Linked DNA regions of Ovis aries: region 2 is linked to region 1. A link is a contact called in public Hi-C data. All regions are on one chromosome and are shown on one strand. The core of a region is the stretch at or near the end of the contact, and the rest is flanking DNA. Distances in the headings are between cores, read along the strand shown. Region 1 holds the start of BRF2 (BRF2 RNA polymerase III transcription initiation factor subunit). Region 2 holds the start of ASH2L (ASH2 like, histone lysine methyltransferase complex subunit).

Region 1 (4,499 bases), core at 561-3,060:
ATATGTTAACAGGATCAGACAACTGGATTGAGTGGGGTTTATCCCAGGGATGCAAAGATCAGTGTGATACACCACATGAACAAACTGAGAATAAGCCTGATCATTTCAATAGATGCAGAACAAGTTTTTGATAAAATGCAACATCCATTTACAATAATAATAATATCTCCAGAATGTGGGTCTAGAGGGAACAACATATAATAAATGTCATATACGACAAACTCACAGCAACATCATACTCAATGGTGAAAAGCTGAAAGCATTTCCTATAAGATTAAGAACAAGACAAAGATGCCCACACTCGTCACTTTTATTCAACATAGCTTTGGAAGGTCTAGCCATAGCAAACAGAGAGGAAAACTAAAAGGAATCTAAATTAGAAAGAAGTAAAAATGTCACTTCATATCATGTTTGCAGATGACATGATACTATACGTGAAGGAGTCAAAGGAGCTCCCAGCAAGTTCTGTTAAACTCACCTCAGATACCACATGCACAAATAATGGACCTTTCTACAATGATAAGAGTGACACTTGGTAAGGCCATTTGAAAAGCACAAAGACATTTGTGGAAAGAAGTCAACACTTCAGTGCCTCATCTTTTGGAAGTTGGTTTGATTTGTGACCAAGCTTTGACCTGGGTTCCTCGAATCTACCTCAAACATACCCAAGCAGACTTAAACCTTCCACCTAATTGCTACCTCTCTTAGAACCACCTCAATCCTTTTACCATTCTCTTCTTCTCTACCTTTACATAATAATGCTGAAAACAGAAAAAACAAGCAGACGAGCTGGACCATAAGGAGAATTTTCTTTAAAGCCACTGTGTCATAAAAGGTTGATTCTCACCTCGTTGCTGGCTTCGACTAACTTGTTCGTTTTCCCCGGTGCTTCGAGAATATGTTACTTCTGTAAGACAATGGACAAAAAATAGCTTGTTTAGTCTCTATTCACGGACCCCTGCCCTCCCACCACACAAAACCAGGGAGCAGAATCCAAATCATCAGGTATCCGCTCCCCAGCTCACAGAAGGTGCTCATCTTTGCAGGTAAAACGTCCATCTGGTTTTCTATAACCACAAGCAGTACCAAATACACAGAAAGCTTTAGAAAATTAGGACTAGCATTAAAGCAGTTCCAAGTGTTCCAAATTTCCAGCCACCCCTCCTGTACATTCAATTCAGGCAATTTTCCTGCCTGTAGATTTTGAGGGCTGCACTGGTCAGGGACTTTGAACACAAATGAAAAAAAGAAAAATAAGTTTTTGCCAATTAATTTTCAAAACTGCTTTGGGGTAGTAGTAGTTTCCACATTCACACAACACTGACCTATTGATATAATGCTTCCAAATAGGCAAATTAGGTAAATTCAGTGGAACTTTGTTTCTCTCTGTTTCATTTACTACATGTAACAGATATGGTGCTAAGAAAACAGATAATGGCAGCCCCTGATCTGAAGTTCACTCGTTCACTTTCACTGTTTTCTCCCATATCTAAGTGTGCTCAAGACAGGGAGACGGCAAGAGATAAGAAGCATCTGACGTCAATCCCTCCATCGCCCCAGGCTGTATCCATGGCCTCCGAAAAGCCCTCACAGGTACCTCGAAGGTTGCCCTCGTCACTGAAGGTGGTCGTAAGAACGCCCTCGGTGACCACGCAGCCGCAGTCGGAGCACACCAGCTGGTTCTGGGAATAGTGCGAGTCTTCCACTAGCTCAGCGGAGCCGCAATCGGGACAGCGGCCTCCACCCGGCATCGCACAAGCGGTCCAGAGCCCAAGCAGCTAACCGACCCTACCGCCCACAACAGCAACTGTGCCGAAACAGGAAGTAGGAGCGGACTCTTGTAGGGTTGCACCTTCCTCTTCCGGCCAGCGTAACAGCCGTACTGTAGGTACCTTCTCCGCGGCTTCCGGTCCGTTCCTCTGCGGACTCGGGTAGAAACGTGATCGAGGAAAGGAGGTTCCTGGTCTGGACTGTCTCTTCGGATTCCCCGCGATCTGTACTTAGTTTGAGGTTGGCCGTCTAGGCTCGGGGTTACTCTTGAGTGAGCTTTCTATCGCTGTGGACGCACGTAACAAACAAAAAACTGTTGCCAGCCACAAACAATTCTTTCTAAAGCGCCAAGGGTATCGCCGACTCTCCTTTTTCTCAATTCAGTTCAGTTCAGTCGCTCAGTCGTGTCCGACTCTTTGCGACCCCATGAATTGCAGCACGCCATGCCTCCCTGTCCATCACCAACTCCCGGAGTTCACTCGGACTCACGTCTATCGAGTCAGTGATGCCATCCAGCCGTCTCATCCTCTGTCGTCCCCTTCTCCTCCTGCCCCCAATCCCTCCCAGCATCAGTCTTTTCCAATGAGTCAACTCTTCTCATGAGGTGGCCAAAGTACTGGAGTTTCAGCTTTAGCATCATTCCTTCCAAAGAAATCCCAGGCTGATCTCCTTTAGAATGGACTGGTTGGATCTCCTTGCAGTCCAAGGGACTCTCAAGAGTCTTCTCCAACACCACAGTTCAAAAGCATCAATTCTTCAGCGCTCAGCTTTCTTCACAGTCCAACTCTCACATCCATACATGACCACAGGAAAAACCATAGCCTTGACTAGACGGACCCTTAATAAATGTTGATTCTGGCCATAGTACAAAATTTGTGGCCTAAAAGGGAGAGTAGTGTATTGAGAGAGCAGGAAATTGTGTTCTTTCCAAAGCAGCTTCCCTACAAGCACGTTGTTTCCTCTCTTTGCAGAGTGACAACCTGGGAGGCTTCCAGAGACTAGGCAAGAAATGTCTAAGGGAGTTGGAGAGAAAAACTATGGAGGTTAGTGAGGCCCTTGGCAGTCTGAAGAATTTAAGCAAATTGAGATGTTTTTAAAACCTTAAGCTTTAAGATGCTCCAAGATTCTAGCTCCGAAGTTCCTGGCATGGTATAGTATAGATCAAAGAATCAAGCAAAAATGTGCCTCTAGTAATGTTCCAGAAACCAAGCTCACAAATGAGAGATTTTGTATGTCATGTTTGAATATAACATAAGTGTCAGCAAAGAGGATGTGTTTTCTCATAAGTAAATCCCAATTGCACTCATCAAGAATAAAGGTTTTCAGGAATTCCCTGGTAGCCTAGTAGTTAGGACTTTGTGCCTTCACTGCTGAGGGCCCAGGTTCAATCCCTGGTCAGGGAACTAAGATTCCACAAGCCATGTGGTGTGGCATAAATACATAAATAAATAAATGTTTTTTAACACTTGAAAGTTTTAGAATCAATTATGTTTGAAAAATAAGACAATTGAGTTAAAGTTACAAAGAACTGTGGCCAGTCCCTCTGACTCCAAGAAAACAGACGGGTGTTATTACAGCCCATGCTGAAAGTATGTGGGGAATTTCTGCTTCTCTGTTTGATCTTGGAGAATTTCAGGCAGTCTCTGGCATTAGCAGATTTTAGAAGATGTTAGTTTCAGACAGTGCAATCGACATCCTTACTGGGAGGGTAAAGTGAAAGTAAAGTCGTTCAGTCGTGTCTGACTCTTTGCGACCCGTGGACTGTAGCCCACCAAGCTCCTCTGTCCATGGGATTCTCCAGGCAAGAATACTGGAATGGGTTGCCATTTCCTCCTCCAACTGGGAGGGTAAACATGTCCCTAAAAGGAATATAACTGGCCCTGGGAGTATGTCTTTACATTACCATAGAGAACAGTATCTGACGCCGCTCATCCCAGTTTTGTGCAGATCATGAACTTAACTGCATTTTTTTTAAAGTGGGATTTCACTACAGAGTCATCTACCCATGACAGAAGCCCTGAAATTCTGCTTTCCCTGACATTTCTCATAGTAAAGTGGAAGAGCAGTTTTATGATCCAGCAACTCTGGGCCTTCCCAGGTGGCACAGTGGTAAAGAATCTGCCTGCAATACAGGAGATGCAGGAGACTCGAGTTCAATCCCTGGGTCAGGAAGATCCCCTGGAGGAGGAAATGGCAACCCACTCCAGTATTCTTGCCTGGAAAATCCCATGGACAGAGGCTCCTGGCCGGTTTATAGTCCATGGGGTCCCAAAGAGTCAGTCAAGATTGAGCACACACACAGCTAGCAACTCCAGGGGTGGAGAGGTAATTCTCTTCCAGCTGCAAGTGTGTGATGGTCTCAGAGAGCCTCACCCTCAGACGCAAACAGGCAGGGAGGTAGTCAGGACCCAGGCCAGAAGATGGCGCGCTCTCCTAAGACATGCAAGTCTAAGGTTCACGTTCTCATGAAGAAAACCATTTATTTAGGAAATTCATTTGTCTTCCTCTGGGAAATCAGGACATACGTATCATCCTTGGTGCCTTTCCTTCCAATACAAACTCTACTAAGACTTAGGGCTGCCCTGGTGGCTCAGACAGTAAAGACTCTGCCTGCAATGCAGGTGGCCCGGGTTAAGAATTAAGTGTCCTTCAGTGACAGTGATGATCTGTTTAACAGATGCTTCTCAAAGCCCTCTCCCCAGCTCCTCCCCAAGCCTGTGAGGCTGGAG
Region 2 (4,499 bases), core at 808-3,307, 180 kb after region 1:
TGAGACAGTGCAGGGAATCGTGTAACACACAAACAAATCTGACAGATGTGGACACTTTGCTGTATTAACTGAGGTCTTTTCTTTATAAAAATAAAATGCATCAGGAAAAAAGCGGAAAGATGCGTCTGCACACGTCTACTTCTAGCCCTCTACTCATTTCTCAGTCCACTGCAATGTGGATTCTGCCCCCACCAATTACCTTTTAAATTTTCAATTAATTTTAGAGTTGCAAAGATAGTTCAAAGAGGTCCCCCATATAATCCAGCTTCCCCTACAGTCAGTATCTTAAAGCATGGTACAGGGAACAAAATAAAGTTGTTATAATACTTATCATTTAACTACAGACTTTATTATTCAGATTTCACCAATTTTTCCACTATGTCCCTTTTCAGTTCCAGAATACAATCCAGGATCCTACTTGCATATAATCGTCATGTCTCCTTGGTCTTCTCCAATCTGTGAGTTTCTCGGTCTTTCCTTGTCTTTCATGATGTTCACAGTTTTCAGGTGTACTGGTTACGTATTTTCAAGAAGGTCTCAATTTGTATTGGGCTGATGTTTTCTCTTGATTAGTCTGGGGTTGTGAATTTTTGCAAAGACTTCCAGAGATGAAGTAGAGTTCTCCACTGCCTCACATCAGGGGATAACTGATAACATGACTTCACCCACTGGTGTTAACCTTGACCACTTGGTTAAAGAGGTGTCTGCCAGTTTCCCCACTGTAAAAACTACTATTCTCCTTTTCCACGTTCTGTTTTAGAAGCAAGGCACCAAGTCCCTTGCACACACTCGAAGGACTGGATAATTCAAATTCTACTTGCTGGAGGAAGGAGGTATCAGAGATTTTTGTGGCTATATATTAAAATTGCCACTATAATAAATATTAGGGGGAGATACTTTGTGCAATTATTGTTTCTTCTTAAAGTTTCACCTATTTGAAGCATGTATCACCAACAATTTGAAAAATAATCTGTATCAGCCAGTAGTATCTATCAATTAGTTATTCCTTCAGTTTTGTTAAAAGCAAGAAATTGGGAAGAAATTAGAAATCAAAATATCTATTATTCCCAACCGTTCTTGTGCGTGGTGTCCCAGAGGTTTCACAGCCTGGGACAATACATTGCGTAGTCAGACTGGATTCCCCATATGACTTTCTTTTGTAAAGGGGTAGAAAAGTGGACGTGAAAGTGTTAAAAATAGGGGGAAAGGTGTATCTTTAGGCTGCTTTCTAGAAATTACGATGTAAACACTGATTTCCTGAAAGATGTCCTGGCTCTAATACTTCCAGGAGTTTGGATAGCATGGCTCCGAATGACTCCGCTCATTCCAACGACCTCACCTACCTGCACTGTCGTTGATTCCTCAAATTCTTACCTTTGGCCCATTACCTGTCCCTTTCTCTAAGGACCAAATTTCTCTATATTCATAAGTCCTCCAGCACCTTAACACTTAGGCTTCATTTTCCTCCTCTTAACGGTATTAAGCTTCTTGCAGTTTCAGGAACACAGTGCTTTCGACTTTTTCCGCCTGGAGACTCCATCCACGTCCCCTCCCCGGCGTAGATGGGGCTCTGGGATTCAGTCCAGGCGCCCACCTGTAGATGTCACTAGGAAACCTGCTCAAAGTGGCAGATCAGGAGGGCAATATACGACAACAAATTTCTGGGGCGGGAAGGCATGTTCCACCTCTAACGGTGAGAGGCGTCTGCAGAACACAACAGAGCGTCCAGGGCCTTTAGGCCGCCAGCGCTCTCAGGGTGCCTTATCTGCGCGGTGACTTGCAGGCTTGGCCACGAAAATGCGCTGCGTCCACTTTCATACGAACTGCGTCCTAGAAAAAAACCTAACAAGCCCCGACCGCGTTCCGCGGGCTGCATTTGTAGCTCTGCAGCCTCCAGGTCCCGCCCACCTCCGCCCGCCCGCCTGCCCTTAAAGCGGACTTGGAGAGAGCCTTCCCCACACAGACGGCGGACCCACCGTGAGTCCTTTGCTGTTTGAAGGTGAGCAAGCCGGCGAGCATCTCGCGCGAGAAGGAGGTAGTATTCTCGCGAGAAGTCTAGAAGGCGGCAGTGATGGCGGCGGCGGGAAGCGGACCAGGACCGGGAGTGAGCGCAGGATCCGGGCCGGCAGCGGCTGCCAATGCAACACCAGCAGAAGAAGGGGAGACGAAGCCGGCAGCAGCCGTAGCGGCTGCTCCGGCCGGAGAGGGGACGTCTGCTGCTCCAGCCTCCGCGGAGCCCGGCTCCGGAGAGGCCGAAAGCGGGTAAGGCACCCTGCGGCCCGAGGAAGACGGGGGTGGGGGGCGGGAGGCCTGTCCCTCTCGGAATCCCGTGGCTCCTGTGAGCACTCCCACCCGCCCTGCTCCGAACCTAGGCCTGGCGGCCAACGGCTCGCCCTGCCTTTACCGGGGCCTTAGTCCCGCCCGCCGCTAGACCCGTCCCCTCTGAATCGTATCTCAGGCTACGCCCCTTTGCACACCTTTCCCGGTTTCTCGGCCTCCCTCCCAGCCCTAACTCCTCCGGCAGGGGGCTGGTAGCTACCCCTACCCCTTTTTTAGCAGGAACCCTTCAAAATTCCCAGAGAGGGAAACCACTTTGTATTGCCAGGCTGGAAGGAGTGTGTCCCTCTGAAAACAGAGTGGGAGAGGTGCATCTCTGCGAACCTCCCCAGGGACCAGTTCTGTCCTCTGTAGACTTGTTTGCAAGGGCCGGTAAGGTTTCCTTGTGCCCCACGGGCTTGAGTTCATCTTGGCCGCCTTCTTCCTAATGCTGAGCATCCTGTCTGAGCATTGGCTTGGCTGAAAAAGAGTAGGGATGTGACGTTCAGCTGTACTTGGATCATCATCTTTGGGAATAGGCGTTTTCAGGTTTTCTTCTGAAATTTCTTCCATGAGTGCTCTCCTTACTTTACAGTGATGCAAACTCGGTTGATGTAAGTGGTGGCTTGGAGACAGAATCCTCTAATGGAAAAGATACACTTGTAAGTATTTCTTTTTGAGTGTTTCTACTGCACAGTCGATAGGGTTGGTTTTTTAAAGGGTCCCCCCCCCCCACCCCTTCAGTTCTTTTGTTTTCCAATGGGCTTCAACAGTTCAGACTCCTTTGCTTTGGTTCTCTCGCAGTGTGCTTCTCTGGGTGAAGCAGGCTGGCGCTTCAGTTGATCCCAAGTACATTTCAAGTACTTTTCTCTTTGACATCCTTCTTTTTCTGATCCTTTTCCTTCATACATTTCAGGAAGGTGTCTCAGCTGTTAGCGTGCTTAATATGCTCAATACACACAGAAATTCTCTTGGCAAGAATCTTGCCCTTGATTGTTTACAATGATGCTAACATGCTGGGTAACATTGTAGACTCTTCCAGTTTTGTTCTGCAGGGTATTCATTTTTGAACAGTGCCCATTTCTTTGATATCTACAAGATTACCTTTCTTGTAGATTTGCATGTATGTGGCCAAAGGAGCAGCTCTTATGTTTTCTAAAAGACCTAGAGAACATGTAGGGGTACCCTCTTCTCCCCCTTTGCACTGGTCATTTTGGCAAAGTACTGGAAGATAGCAATTCCAGGCAAAAGGGTTTTTTGGTTTTTGGTTTTTGTTTTTTTTTTTTTTGGTTTTTTAAATGAATCAAAAATACAATCAGATCAACTGACACAATTCTCTGATGGTTCTGTGGACACAGGAAGGTGCTGGGGATACTTCAGAGGTGATGGATACTCAGGCAGGCTCCGTGGATGAAGAAAATGGCCGTCAGTTGGGAGAGGTGGAGCTGCAGTGTGGAATATGTACCAAATGGTTCACAGCAGACACCTTCGGCATAGATACCTCGTGAGTATTTTTCAGAGTCTTTTGTGAGAATTGCTGTGTTAAATAGTAGATCTCAACATGTCTAACAGATGGCCCCACTCCAAGGATCGAACCCAGGTCTCCCTCACTACAGGTAAAGATACCATCTGAGCCACCGGGGAAGCCCAGTTAGGTGTGTGGGCGAATCTAAATGCATAGGATTTCCCGTGACTCCTGATTCTGGTTCAGTGAGTAGTAGGATTTGAATCAGTAATTGTTTTAATAGTCTGAGCATGTTTTTAGTCTACTAAGGGCATTGCCCTTAATAGGTAGAATGGTAGGTATTATCCTTGTCTTTGTGCTTAGGAGACAAAACTGTGCAGTTACAAAGCATTACCTAAACAAATTTGAGACAGTACCATTTAAACCTTGTATTGGATATTGTGGATTTGGGGAAAGGATTGGTGTACATGGTGGATAAAGCCTGATGTCAAAAATATGAGCTGGCAGGTGCCTCTTCATGCCTGACATCCTTTTATCCTTTTGGTTTCTAACTCACTTCCTTTAGGTGTCCTGAATTCTCTGCTCAGCAAAACCAATTTCCAGTCTTTGCCTCTCTTCTAGTGAATTAAAATCATATTAAGAATTTGAGAATGAAAGGCTTCTTATTTAGGAGATTCAGTCAACAGCTAGCAAGAGAGCATTACTGACTCTATCGAAT

Evidence for each region. Hi-C and Micro-C count contacts between places; a contact is called where the count stands out from the background.
Region 2: a contact with region 1 is called in a Hi-C map of skin fibroblasts, with 3 times the contacts expected there. The contact joins the promoter of ASH2L here to the promoter of BRF2 in region 1. A contact is called at or near these places in 2 of 16 Hi-C or Micro-C datasets (blood and skin fibroblasts).

The regions. Positions count from the first base shown.
Region 1 is chr26:32,200,064-32,204,562 of ARS-UI_Ramb_v3.0, forward strand. BRF2 (BRF2 RNA polymerase III transcription initiation factor subunit) reads right to left here and starts at 1,811. Exons shown (of 4, transcript XM_004021774.6): 1 at 1,598-1,811; 2 at 848-907. The coding sequence starts at 1,751.
Region 2 is chr26:32,374,913-32,379,411 of ARS-UI_Ramb_v3.0, forward strand. It overlaps ASH2L (ASH2 like, histone lysine methyltransferase complex subunit), which reads left to right and starts at 2,058. Exons shown (of 12, transcript XM_060407144.1): 1 at 2,058-2,262; 2 at 2,912-2,978; 3 at 3,675-3,820. The coding sequence starts at 2,072.